2 separate regions of the Zea mays genome follow, and region 1 is linked to region 2. Evidence: chromatin contacts called from public Hi-C data. All regions are on one chromosome and are shown on one strand. The core of a region is the stretch at or near the end of the contact, and the rest is flanking DNA. Distances in the headings are between cores, read along the strand shown.

What was found. Hi-C and Micro-C count contacts between places; a contact is called where the count stands out from the background.
Region 1: a Hi-C map of leaf shows a contact between it and region 2, with 3 times the contacts expected there. The contact joins the promoter of LOC541911 here to the promoter of LOC100283709 in region 2. A contact is called at or near these places in 7 of 25 Hi-C or Micro-C datasets (bundle sheath, ear, leaf and 1 more).

The regions. Positions count from the first base shown.
Region 1 is chr6:135,261,511-135,268,620 of Zm-B73-REFERENCE-NAM-5.0, forward strand. LOC541911 (fructose-6-phosphate-2-kinase/fructose-2,6-bisphosphatase) reads left to right here and starts at 4,543. Exons shown (of 23, transcript NM_001111574.2): 1 at 4,543-4,888; 2 at 4,989-5,052; 3 at 5,354-5,652. The coding sequence starts at 4,640. It also overlaps the pseudogene LOC100384437.
Region 2 is chr6:135,107,395-135,114,115 of Zm-B73-REFERENCE-NAM-5.0, forward strand. It overlaps LOC100283709 (growth inhibition and differentiation-related protein 88), which reads right to left and starts at 2,678. Exons shown (of 6, transcript NM_001156608.2): 1 at 2,218-2,678; 2 at 1,610-1,716; 3 at 1,238-1,510; 4 at 989-1,156; 5 at 482-571; 6 at 1-332. The coding sequence starts at 2,483. The coding sequence ends at 145.

The sequences.
Region 1 (7,110 bases), core at 3,293-5,792, 160 kb after region 2:
AAATACATAGCACTTATTCTAAAGTTTGTCAAGGATCATATGGGAGCTCTGCTTTTTGGTGGAGGTGAACTGACTTTCTCCTTATGATAGTTTTTATGTGTTGTTTTTTATAATCATATCACACTATTTTTGTTTTCAAAAATCTAGCATTTGGAGCAGTATGTGCTCCAAGTGACAGTTGCCCTAAATTGCTCTGGATTTACTTGTTTGGCTGATCCCAGATGCTCTGACACTTTTGATCGATTGTGGTCTTCCCTTTAGTTCCAAGAAATGTGTTACTGACTGGTTTCTAGAAAATATGTAGCACAAACAAACCAAAAAAAATTATATTCTATTTGATGTTTGGTTCACTATTGGTTGCCACATTATTCAGAATATATAAGGAGATTCCAGTAAGAACTTTATTCTTTACCTTTGCATCAGATGCCCAATTTTATAGATAATTTGGACATATTTCTTCAAAGAAACTTTTCTCCCTCTATGCATTTGTCTGTACACTGTAAAGTTCATTTCTGTTCTTCATTCATAAATAAAATCTGTATTCTTATTCTGTTCATGGACACCATTTATTTCAGGAAGAACTTATGAAAGTTGAGGAACAATCAGTGGAGCTGGAGATGGATTAGAAGGAGAGATGCTGTTGAAACAACAGTCATTTCTTGATCTCAATGTGAGAAATACCTCTGTCCTATAAGTTTTGATTCCTTGATCTCAATGTGAGAAATACCTTCGATCCAACCACATGTAACTTCCATTTTCAACAAATATAGCATTCCATCCACCTTGCCATCCACCTGGGAATCCATGGTCTAACCCAGGGTCGCGGATGAGCTCACCGAGCAGCAGGCCTGGCAGCTCAACTTCGACCTCGATTCGGCCTACAGTGCCTTCTTGGCTGCGCTGCCCGCTGCTGGTCTGTAACCAGGCAAGGATCTACCAGCTTGATTTTTATTTGGTTGGTTTGGTCTATTATGCTTTTGACACTGGAGCACTACTCTCCACTACTGTAATACTATAGATATCTGTAATTTCGGTACTGCTATTTGTTGTCAATAAGAAAGTTTTGTTTTCCTTTGTATACAGTAAATATGTTTATTGCATGGTATACATTCACATTACAATGCTTACAAATGGCCTGTTTATTTGGGTACATTTATTCTATTCTCTGTGGAACATATGAAGTGATAACTGTATAATATATTGTTCTCTCCCATTATATGTCATTATCTTTCTACTTGATGGAGCCATGAATGATCTATTTTCTTCTTTGGGTTACAAACAATATAAATGAAGAAGAATGGCATAGTTGACAACTTGGGGTGTTCTTTGAGTGGTTGAAGCTCATTTGATTTGGGAATTAGCTGTTCATAAATAGTGGGCACATTATGCTCACTACCTTGTACTTCACTTGCATTAATCATGTGCAACAGCTACCACCTTATCTATTATTCAATTGTATTGATCTTGTTGATAATAAACAGAAAAAATAATTCAAATTACTATTATTTCAGTTCCTGACACAACTTCATAATAGCAAAATCTTGTGTTTGAGTTTTTTACTGCAGATCAGTAACGCTCTGCTCTAGATGTGCATTTTTTATTGTGTTATTTTGTCTGCTATGACAAAAGTGTGGAGTTTATATTGACCTGATTCTTGGCAATGAGTTCTGCAATATTTGTATGTTATATGCATTACCGCATGATTTATGCATGATGCCATGTATGGTAGGAATGTAGGATGTTTGCATATGGCCTGTTCATTTGGATATATTTCTTACCGTTGGGTTATATAAATCAGTAAGTGGAAAATATATAGTTGTTTCCTGTAGGCCTCATGATCTTTCTATTTGTAAGAATGATGCAATTGGTGTTGTTGATACGTGCTATTGGTTTTGTCGATTCCTTTTTGTTCTCTAGATCAGTTGTAATGAAAATAGAGAACCTATACCTGCAGTGCACTCAATTATAGTATGGTTTGTCATCTTTGAATGTTCTTTGCAATAGCTGACCTGCCTGCTTTTATTAGAAAAATCATATTCAATGTCTGCTATTGGGATTGTTAACCCTTGCAGTTTGCAAGTCCAGTATGTTCCAACATTGATACCCACCCTAACATATGCCCCCTTTTACTGATTATATGTTGTGAGCTACTGGTAGTTAGCCAACTTATTTTATTTTAGGATGTTATGGAACCACTAGGAACTGTTCCAATGATTTTTTGGTAGACCTGCATGTAAGAATATGAAGTAGGCATTGTTGCCTATTAGTTTACTTTGAATCTTTATGTTTAATATTATTTGGACAATGACTATTATGCAAATAGTCATTAGGTGCAAACATATTTGCATGACTCTTGGTCCGTTATCTCTACTACACCATATGTATGAAACGAGGGCGTCCACCCGGCGTCACCATGCCCTCGCCCCCGCCAGTCCGCCGCCATTGCGCGGCGCCACCAACTGCGCCCGAGCCCCCGCCTCCACACATGTCCCCACGCGCGGCGCAGCGGAGCCACCCTTCCCCAGGCCGGCTTCAACGCTGATGGAGCCATCCTCGCCCCGAATCCTCGCCGCAGTCGACGCCGCGCCTCCCATCTACGCCCGCCTCCACACTCGTCCCCACACGCGACGCAGGCCGAGCCATCAGCGCCCTTCCCCAGGCCGCCTTCAACGCCGTCACCACGCGCGGTGCAGGCCGAGAGCCATCCTCGCCCCAAATACTCGCAGCAGTTGACGACCACCTCCCATCTACGCCCGCCTCCACACCTGTCCCCACGCGTTGGCTTTCATCACCGACCCACTCCTTGAGTAAGCGTGTGAGGCACCCTGGTCCATGGGCGGATTTCGGCGTGAAGCGCCTCCGCCTGCACGGCCACATCGAGGGCTCAATCGACGACGCCAGGGCCAAGCCTAAGGTGGAAGATCTGGTGGTGCCAACTAGCAGCCATGGCGCCATCGTACGCCAGCGTCATGTTCCGCGCTCAGCCACTCTAGGAAGACGGCCGCTCCACGCACGCCCTCCGCCTTTGCGCCTTCTTCTCTCTAACCCAGGGCTGGTGCCCTCCCCATCCACCTTGCCATCCACCTGTTCGAAAGGGAATGGGTCTGGGCTGGTGGCGGCAGCAGATACTTCCTCGGCGTCGGCACAAAAAGGCATATTTGAGAACTATTGTGATCCTGGCATCTTGGTAATGAATTACTGACACTATATTTCTGACAGGTTGACTCTTCAGGTCAATCTAGGAGTGTATGTAGCAGATGGAAAATATGACCTATCGTTTTTGCATTAAATTGTTCCAAGTTTCAAGTAGGCATTTTAGTTTCTTTTACTTATTTTTATACTACTGAATTTGATGCAAAAAGTCTCCCCCTCTTTAGATCTACTTCCCTTGTACTTGAATTCCTTTTATCTTTCCAATATTTGTTTCCACGATCATCAGACTTTTTCTTCTCTTGCACGCCATTAATGGCAGCAGCGATCTCTTTTCTCGACGCTCTCGCTTCTCTCTGCTGTATAAAATGCAAGATCACAGTCTTCTTCCCCCACCTCAACCGAGCCATATCCCCTGCTCGCTTCTCCTTTTTGCATCACCTGTTACTTGTTGCCAGCTCGACGTACGCCCTCCGTTCGTGACGCCGAAAGTCTCGCCGAGCTCGCTGTTCATGTGCACCCTCTGTTCGCGACGCTGGAAAGCCGTTGCCATCGTCCAAGTTCGTCATCATCACTAACTGTTGCGTGGTCGAGCCATGTGCGCATGACGTCTGAAGCTGTGCCAAGTGTCGCTTCTCCTTCGTACGCTGCTTCGCGTCAAGTTCGCTCGCGTCATGATCTTCTCCCTTGTCGTCACGACGCCGTGGTCGAAGCCCCGACGTGCTCCTCTGCCCTGCTAATGTTCCAAGGTACAAATTTTACATATCAGGCCCTGTTTGGGAACAAAGTTTTTGAAAACCACAGTTTTTGAAATACTATAGTATACTTTAGTCATGACAATACCGCAGTTTACAATACCGCAGTTTTGAAAACTGAGGTCCAGAGCTAAGTTTAGAATGCCTTAAAACAACTATAGTATTTGCAATACTTCAGTTTTGAAAACAGAGAGTTTAGCTAGCTTGCCAAACACCATTCTGTATATAATACTGCAGTATTTGAGAATACTGCAGTATTCTTCCAAAACTGTGAAAAAACTTCACTCCCAAACACCCCCTCATACTGATGTTTGTCGTTCCGTTTCTATGTTTCATATAAATTTTTTTACTACCGTCGCAACGCACGGGCACATATCTAGTAATGTAGAAAATTTACAAGGAAAACAGAGCAGGAAGCCGGGCCAGGAAAGGCTGGGGTCAGGACGCCGCGCAGACGCGGCGGATCCGCCGCCGCAGCAGTTCGATCGCCGGCGTTGGCAGGTGGGACACCTTCCCTTATCCCCTCCGGCGGGCCCCGCACGCTCCGCCCCTTGCGGACTCCGAGGCCTGCGGCTCCACTCCCATCGCTCTCCCGGTTGCATTCGCCCCAATCCAAACGACAAACGCCAACGGTTCCCTCCATTAAAAGACCTTCCCCTCCATCACCACCCCCCGATTCCACTCCCACGTGCTGCTCCACTTGCGCCGCCACGTTATACCTCTGGGCTGTAGCCATGGGGACGTCGGGGTCCAAGGGCATCGACGGCGTCGGCGCAGTTTCTGGCGTCGGCGCTGGCGCGGCGGGCCTTGGCGGCGTCGGCGCCGGCGGGGACGGGGGCGAGGGCGCCGCCGCGGAGGCGTGGCATGGCGGGGCGCAGCTGTACGTGTCGCTCAAGATGGAGAACGCGTTGATCAGCGGCGACCTCGTCCCGCACGTGTATGGCTCCGAGCCCATCATCGGCACCTGGGACCCCTCCCGCGCCGTACGCACGACTGCAACCCATCAGATGCTTGTGCTCTTTGCTCCGCTTCTGGAGCTCGCGCCGCGGAAATGATCCCGCTGCTGCTGTTTGGATTTTGCAGCTCGCCATGGAAAGGGAGCTCGCGTCCATGTGGGTGCTCAGCTTCGTCGTGCCGCCGGACCATGGTACGCTGCCTCGGTGCCGCCTCCTTGCTGTCCTGTTCTGCTACTCAGTTAACTATGGCTTCAAATTGGTTGTTAGCGTTTGTTTGCTAGTAGTTGTAGCTGTTTTTTATCCTTTTGTTTGACCCTTAACGATCTTCCTGTACTTTTTATTAACTTTGTCCTGTGTTTTGTTAAATAGTTGTTCTCTGCTACCTTTTCCCCCTGTTATCTCTTTGAGCCACCGCAAAATTGAAATGTCAAACTCTCATGAAAGGGGTATGCGGATTGTTCTGATTGTATCAATCTGTGGATTTGGCTGTAGAAACACTGGACTTCAAGTTCTTGCTGAAGCCCAAAGACGCTGAAACCCCGTGCATCATCGAGGAAGGACCCACACGGCTCCTCACCGGAGGCATGCTAGAGGGTGATGTGAGGGTTGCACTGTTCAAGCTCAATGGAGATGATGAGGTGCTCGAGTTTGGGGTGGTCAACAAGGCGGACCTTGTATCACCGCTTGAACTTGCTGCAAGCTGGAGGGTGTACAAGGAGAACTTTCAGCCTTCCAAAGTTCGGGGGATCCCTGATATCAGTATCAATGTCACACCCACTAATGGAGCTGAGGTAATTGCATTTGTGCTTGATATTGTATGTTTCCCCGTGGTGATGCATATGGTTGCAAAGTTCTGTGCGAATGACCGCGACCGTGCCAAACCGATGCATATGGTTGCAAAGTTCTGTGAGAACGATCGCTACCCGTGTCGGGCCCTTGACATGTGTTTTGGGATGGTATAGACGAGGAGATTTTTTAACCTCAGTCTGAAATTCGCTCCAAGGTACGGTTGGCGATGGGCTCGCCTAGGTCGCGGAAAGAGTCCACCATGCCCTGCATCTAGCGACAGTACTTCCCCATGGTGAGGTCCCCCTGAGAGAACAGGTGGAATTGGGCGTCGAGGTGGAGCACCCAAGCGTCCCGGTTCTCGAGGAACTGGTCCTCGAGAGCGAGCCACGCTTGGCGTGCGGTGTCCGCCTGGTCACGGACGATGTCCTATTGCTCGACGGTGATGGTGTCGTTGAGCCACGAGAGGACCACGATGTCCATCTGGACCCACAAAGGTGACAACGGGGCGTCGAGGACGTGATCGGCGAGCGTGAACCGCCGGAGCGTAAGGATCACCTAAGCTCGCCACGAGGGTAGTGGTAGGACGCCGGGTCGAGCACAACGGACATGGGGGATTGAATGTTGTGGACCCCAGCGGCCTGAGCGTGGAGGGCGGCGATGGTGGCGGCGTCGAGGTCGGAGGCGTGGAGAGCCTTAGGGGCCACCGGTGGGGGGGGGGGGGGGGGGTAGGGCTGCGATCGAGGAGGAGGCGCTGTGCCGCAACCATTTGAGTGGTCAGGAGGCGCGCTCGCGCTCAAGGGTGAGAGTCGCGGCATGCTCGCGTTCCTGGGAGGCATCGACGACCGCCTGGATGGTGGCGATCGCCTCGACCAACACGGATGAAGCGAGCGGGGGAACCGACGATGTCGGTCCATGTGGAGGCGGTGAGGGCGGGGAATCTTAACAGGGAGCGTCGGGTGTGCAACAGGGCAGCCGGGGACGCGCTGGGAAGGGGCCCAAGGCCGGTGATGTAGGGCCCCCCGCCCATGGCGAGGTCGCTGTGAGTAGAGGGGAAGAGGCCATGGCCGACGGAGAACCACCCGGCGGCGGCGGCCTCTGCGCTCAGGCCCGCGGCGTTGGTGCCCAGGCCTGCGGTGGTGGCTGCCCCTTGGGCCGCGCCGGTGAGAACTCCAGTGAGGGAGAGATCGGCCATGGAGGAGGTGGGGCTGGGGGCACCACGGCTGGAGGTCCCGTGGCTAGGGCAGTGGCTGGGGACTCCGCGGCTGGAGGTGAACCGGTGGCCAGGGGTGGCGGTTGGAGCGCTATTACAGTGGACGACGGCTGGAGCGCCGCCGCAGGTGAAGATCGGCGGCTGACAGGGCGGCGGCTGTGCAGGGGAAGTCTGACGGCCGACAGGGGAGGGGCCGACAGCTGCTTGGGTTGGGGAGGAAGTGAAGAAAAACTAACCTAGCTCTATACCT
Region 2 (6,721 bases), core at 1,428-3,927:
GTCGCCACTACGATACACATCGCGTCAGATTTCTCTGTATCAAAATCAACATTTGACCATGCAAAGAGTACAAGCATCTAAAACACCAATGTAACAAACTCGCAGACATGATGTGGGCGACCAGCAATCATAGTATGTTCTCCATCAATCTGAACCCCAAGCCTCATCACGCATTGCTTGTCTAGCGGCAATTCTGTCCTTCCTCTCTCCCTCCTGTTTCTTCAACTCATCAGACCCAAAGTTTGTGAACTGTTTCAATCCCATCCCATGAGCAATTAGCCTTTGAGCCGTTCTTGCAGATGTCTTTGGTCTTGGCTTGGGCGGATCTAGGTCTGCAGCGAGACACAAGAACAACTTAGAACATAATGTGCAGCAAATTCGAACAAGATCAAACAATTATAATGTTATGATCCACGAAGCATGCCAAAAGACAAACAGAATGAGCAAGAGAAAGGAATCATCACAAGACACAAGGTGTTACCTCTACCATCTATTTTTGTCAATAGATCATCATCCGGCTTCAGTGACCGTACTTTGTATCTTGGAGGTATGCAAGCTTGAGCCTCATTAGCTGCAAGTCAATTTGAAAGAATAAGGGGATCATAATACATGGAACCAAAGCTACAACAACAACAACAGTGGATGGCTTCACAGTTAATATCATCTCCATCAAGTTCTAGCCTAACAGAATGGAATACCAGCAAAATAATATAGTTGAACGTACCATGGAACACAGCAAAATACAATATTCCACAAGCTCACAGAATATGAGTAGACAAAGCGACATGTAAACAAACTGACAGAACTTATTCAGGTTTTAGGGGCGGAGTTATGGCGAGGCCACCTATCATTTTAACCGACAAGTTTATTTTCTCAGATAATTATACTTGTCTAATCCGTCATATCAGATAACTGATGTCAGAAGATCATGTCCTACAATGGTACCATACACAAGCATAGTTCCAAATGGCTGCAAGAACCAAATTACCAGCTGATGGAGTCCGAAAAACAGCAAGTGCAGAAGTATCATTAATCCAGCGAATGGCAACCCCGTGATCCCCAAACTTCTCAAAAATCCTTTCCAGATCTGTTGTGCGTGTACTTGGCGGAAAGTCATAAAAAACAAGGACATGCCTTGTCCCAAACTGTGTAGCAGCTACAAAACCGAGTGAAGTCCTGCATTTAAAATTCAGCATGAACAGTACAATCACGCATATAAAAATGGAATATTGGATACCTGTAACAGCATTATTCTCTGGCTCATTCACATGATCCTTTGATCCAACCTGAGGTTTAGACTGTTTGTTATCCAACTCTCTTTCCGAACCACACTGGTCACTGTACAAAACACTCTTATTGTAAAGAAATGAGCCCCTCCCCCTCCTTTTGGGCCCTGAAGATGGGGTGCTACTTTTTTCGGGGGAGCTGCAAGAAGATACTCTAGCTCCTTGCTCAAGAGAGCGCACTAGTGTGTCATCAAGGGCACCACTATCTGCAATAGCCTCCCAATCTGCAAGTATCAGAGGAGGAATGCACGATCTCAATTTCCTGTGAGCTGTGTCCACAAGTTCAATAGCACAAGCAAGCTATAAAAAGTTAAAAACAATACCATCCTCCTCATCTTCATTGCTTTTATTAGTATTAGCTGAGACTTCTGAGTCTTTTGAACCCGTTGCACACTCTTGTGATGGACATTTCTCTGACAGCTCCTGATCCCTTGAGAGCGTCATTTGGCACAAAACAAACATATAAGTAACTAATTAAGAACTAAGGAAAAGGCACCCAAGCAGGAGATTGTACATGAAGCCAATTACAATGGTTAATGAGGAAGTCGAAGTAGTACATAACTAGCTAGTGCCCCTGGTATTACTGTTTTAGATATATCAATTTTGCCACTGAATCTGTTGTTAGAAGTAGCAGCCATGAAGGCAAGCTACAATCTGAGCAACGCAGGGAAACTGTGTAACTACAGAGTACAGAGTCAAGTGGCAATTGCTAAAAATTAGGAGTAATCCAGGACTTAGGTGACCAATCATGCATCGAATTTCACATTATAATCTATATATTCCTATTTCTATGTATGAACAACCCAACGAAGGTAACTCTAATAATAGCCCAATAGAGCAATAACTAAGCAGTTGAAACATGAGGCCTGAGCGAAGGGCTTCCAACAACGAACTACAAGAGCAACAAGGACGACGAGGGGGGGAAACAAACCCTAGGGTCCCAGTCCCAGGGACCGTGGCGCGGGACCGAAGGGCGATGGCGCGGGCGCGGAGCTCGTCGGCTCGGAGGGTGTCTCCCCGGGAGGCGTGCAGGCCCGCGAGGTCGCCGAGCGCCGTGGCGAGGCGAAGGTCAGTGGCAGGGGGAGCAGCGGAGGTTGACAAATCGGAGACGACGGACTCAAGGAGGGCGATGGCGCCGTCGACGTCGCCGGCGTCGACCAGGTCGTCCACCTCTTCCGTCCAACGCGGCCCGTCCATGGCTGGTGCGGTTTGAGGGTCGCCGGAGCTGAGTCGGTCTTAGTCGGTAGTCGGACTAGGCTGAAGAAAGAATAAAGTGTATTTCGGTTGCAAGTCTATAAAATTTTAAAGTATGTCTGTAAAAGTTTTAATTGCTATCTGGGTCTCTCTTAGTTCAAACAAACGATTTATAGTTCGACTCTATTGACTAGAACTGGCACATCGACTCGCATGTCATCCTATATATCTCTTTTCTCCGTTATCTCACGTCCCCGCCGCCACCGTCTCTAAAGATGAAAACGGATTGGTAAAATTCTGTCCTAATTTGTACCGTTTTCTATATTTGATCTTACCATTTTTATGTTTAAAGAAAAATATATAAACATTATAAAAATGAAAGAGGGTTTATTCCATCCGTTATGGTATCCCGGCTTTTATTCAGATTAAACTCGTATTTATTCCGTATTTAATAAATATATGACGAGCCTAATATGCATTTATACTTTTAGGTGACAAATTATAGCACAAGTGACCGAACATTGTAACTATTGACTCTTTTCAATAAAAAGTGGTCTAAAGTCTTAAACAACATCAGTGTAGCTAAATATATACTATTAGCAAACAAACAACAATAGAATGTTGCCTCTGTATATTTATTTGTTTTGTGTTATTATCATACCATCAGCCACTAGTCAACCAATCAATACCATTTCTGTTTGTATTAAATTACGAGTTTCCGTTAGTATTTTTGTTTCCGTTTGTTTGCGCAATTCAGTTTATCTCGCTTCTGTTTTTGTTCGTGACTATTTTAGATCTGATTCTGTTTCTGATGATAAAATGCCTCGGTCCGTTTCTATCTGTTTTCATCTCTGTCAGTCTTGCGCTCTAGCTCCAGCTTATTCTCCTCCTCGAAGCTCCTAGACACCCTGACTCCAGCTTGTTCTCCTCCTTGGGGCTCCTGTCAGCGGCGGACTGACGTTATGGCGAGTGAGGGCACATGCCCCTACTCAAATTTCTGATTACAGTGGACTTCATATTTTAATTACTGTAGCTTTAAAAGGTTATTTGTTAGTAAGCCTCTATTTAGATTCCCACTCAATAGTTGATCCTCCACTTGGATTTTGGGCTAGGTCCACTCAGCAGCACCTGCATGTGAGTGCGTCATGCCCATACACGCGTCAGGTTCCGGACATGCCATGCATCTATGTGATGTCTCGCTAGGTAGCAAGAGGATAGCTCACATCCGAGCCTAGTCTTCCTCCGTTGCTGCTCAGCCATGGTGGTGTCGCTGGACCTCGCCGAGCATGGCACGCGCCCGGCCATGGTGGTGCACGACCATCTTCTGCAATCATGTGAAAGCAGACATTATTTTCCTTGCACTTATTTGCTCTGTTTTTTCTATTGCTATTTGCTGTTTTTTCTATTGCTATTTGCTCTGTTTTTATTATGTTGACCAATGGTCATGCAAATGATTCGGGTTATTCACCCAATTCACGATCAGACTTTCTACTTAATTGAGGAGCATAGGAGAAAGCTCAAGGAAGATTACGGTTAGTAACCTAGAGAGGATAAGCTGGAGGTTGGCATGTTATATTTTCAGTTATATGGTTTCTGTTTATGATGCGCTATCTGACATGACGGCTGACCTGGTCTCTTGTCTTCAGATTAAGAAGATTGCTCTTCATGCTCTGAACCATGTAATCTCCAGAAAGGCTCTGGCAATCGTGTAGGTGATTGATCGTTTCATTGATGACTGGGAAGATAGAAGGCACGGTGGTTGTACTGACCCAGCTTGGACGTGGTTATTTTGGTAGCAGGTTGTAGTCTAGACTCTAGATTCTAGAATAGACCAGAGATTTCCTCACCCCTGGACGCCATTACAGCGTCAGGCTTTTGTTCATATGTGGTGATTAGCGGCTGACACCATTTTGGAAGAACCATTCTAGATGCTCGTTGTACAAAGACTCTTCATATCTGGTGATTGCTGGGCTAGTCTACCTTCCAGCTCGCCGTGCTCATGCGCTGGCTACCAATCTGGCTTGTCGACAGACTCATCACTCATGGACCCATGGTGCTACTCGCCTGGCTCGTCCTCAGCCTCCATCGCCCCGTCTCTGGTTACTCGAGCTCAAGGAGACACACGGACGGACCCCAGCGCGCTCGCGCGCATTCACGCCGGCAACATCACCATCGTCCCTATCGTCCCAGCAAGCGTGGCCAGGTTGAGCTCGTTGACGGCCGCGCACTCCACTTCAACGCCGTCACCCTCGCTAGATATGGCCAAACGGGCCACTCGGCCCAGTCCGGCCCGGTCTCAGTGAAGTTCGGTCCGTTTTGGGCCCGGCCTGTCAGATACGGTTAGAAAACCGGGTTCGGGCCGTCTAAGTCCGCGGACTTGATTTTCTGTCCGAGCCCGGCCCGCAGCGAGCCTAAACGGGTCGGATCGGCCCGTTTAGCACGAAAAAGCGGGCTAAGCGGGCCGGTAAGCACATTTTAGTGTAAAAAAGCGGGCTTAACGGGCTTAGGGGTAAACGGGCCGTGTCGGACTAACCCACCGTACCTAGTTTCCTGTCCGAGCCCGTCCCGCTTATTCGTGTCGGGTCGGCCCGGGCCCGTATAGAACCGGGTCGTGCCGGGCTCGGTCCGGGCCCAAACAGCAGGCTTCGTGTCAGGCTCGCGGGCCTCGTGCTTATTGTCCACTTATAACCCTCGCCACCAGATACCGCAGCAAACGTGCCTAGTGGCTCCAGATAAATTCGAGTAAAATATCTTCTATCGAGTCTGTTTCCAAGTGTTTTGGACCTAAGAGAGAACCAAACAGTGATTAGGACCTTAATAGATACACTTTAAAAGTTTATGGTTCGGGTTGACACACCCAGACAAGTTAAAGGACCAGAAATGCACTTTACTCGTGGAAAAAACTTCCAAAGATTCTAACATTTTCCCCACTGGGAAAGAAAAGAATTCGTAAATGCTGTCATCGCTGGCTGACGTGGTGTGACATGTTGGCAAGCTAGCTTGGAAGAGGGGTGGACGCAGTTCGATACTTCAAGCTAGAGGACCTACTCTGCATGTTCATGTTCATGTGCTGATGTGCATAAGCAACTTCAGTACATCGTACAACGTGACCCCAGTGGATGAGTCAAACACTGACATGAGGGCTTCTCGAAGCACATACGTCGGCTCAAGCAGGTTTGTACTTTAAACTTCTCTAAAATATTATTTCAGCTTTATCTTGTCGGCAATTTCAGTATCTATTTTGACTGCACAAAGTTTTAAGTGCCGGTTAATGAGTACAAGGACACAATTTTGAACAATGCTCAATATAGTTCCTTCGTAGATGTTGTAATGAGTGAGTCCGAAGATCCTGAAGACAACAATCTCTAGCACAAATGTTGCATGATGAAGAGAGACCATGAAAATGAAAAGGTTAGAAAAAGTTGGTGTGTATGTTAGAGCACCATAACACTTTGTTTTACCCAAATTGTAAATAAGGCCACAAAAAGTTACATAGCACATTGGAATTATTGCAGTGAAAGGCAACAAATAGTATCACTAACAAGGGTTTTAATTAGATATTAAGACTAATAACGGAGTTTCATCCAGAGGGAAACAAATAACCAACATCAACATACGAAGCCAAAGAGATTGTTTGCCATGTTGGTTTGGAAGTACAAAAGATACATGCATGCCCTAATGACTGTATATTGTATCGTGGTGACGAGAACAAGAAATTGGAAGTTTGGCTGATTTGCAAGGCATCGTGATATAAGATACGGTGTGACAACCCTTTTGATGTTCAAGGTGAACCTTCTAGGAGAAAAATATCTGCTAAAGTCATGTGGTACTTCCCTATAATACCATGTTTGAAGTGTTTTTCTCGTAACAAAGAGCACACCAAAATGATGATGTGGCACAAATAAGAGCGTAAGGTGGATCCAATGTAGAGACACCCAGCTGATGGTTCACAATGACGTAAAGTTGATAGAGCGTTCCCAAAGTTTGTAGAGAATGCGAGAAGATTTGGTTTAAGCACTGATGGCAAGAACCTTTCAGTGAGCAAAGCAACAGTCATAGCACTTGGCATGTGACTCTATGTATGTACAACCTGCCTCCCTGACTATGTTTAAAGCAAAAGTCCATTATGATGATGTCGCTTATTCAAGGCTCAAAGCAACCTGGTAACGACATCAATGTGTACTTAAAACCATTGGTGGATGAACTTCTACAGTTTTGGTTCGAAGGTGTATGTCTGTGGG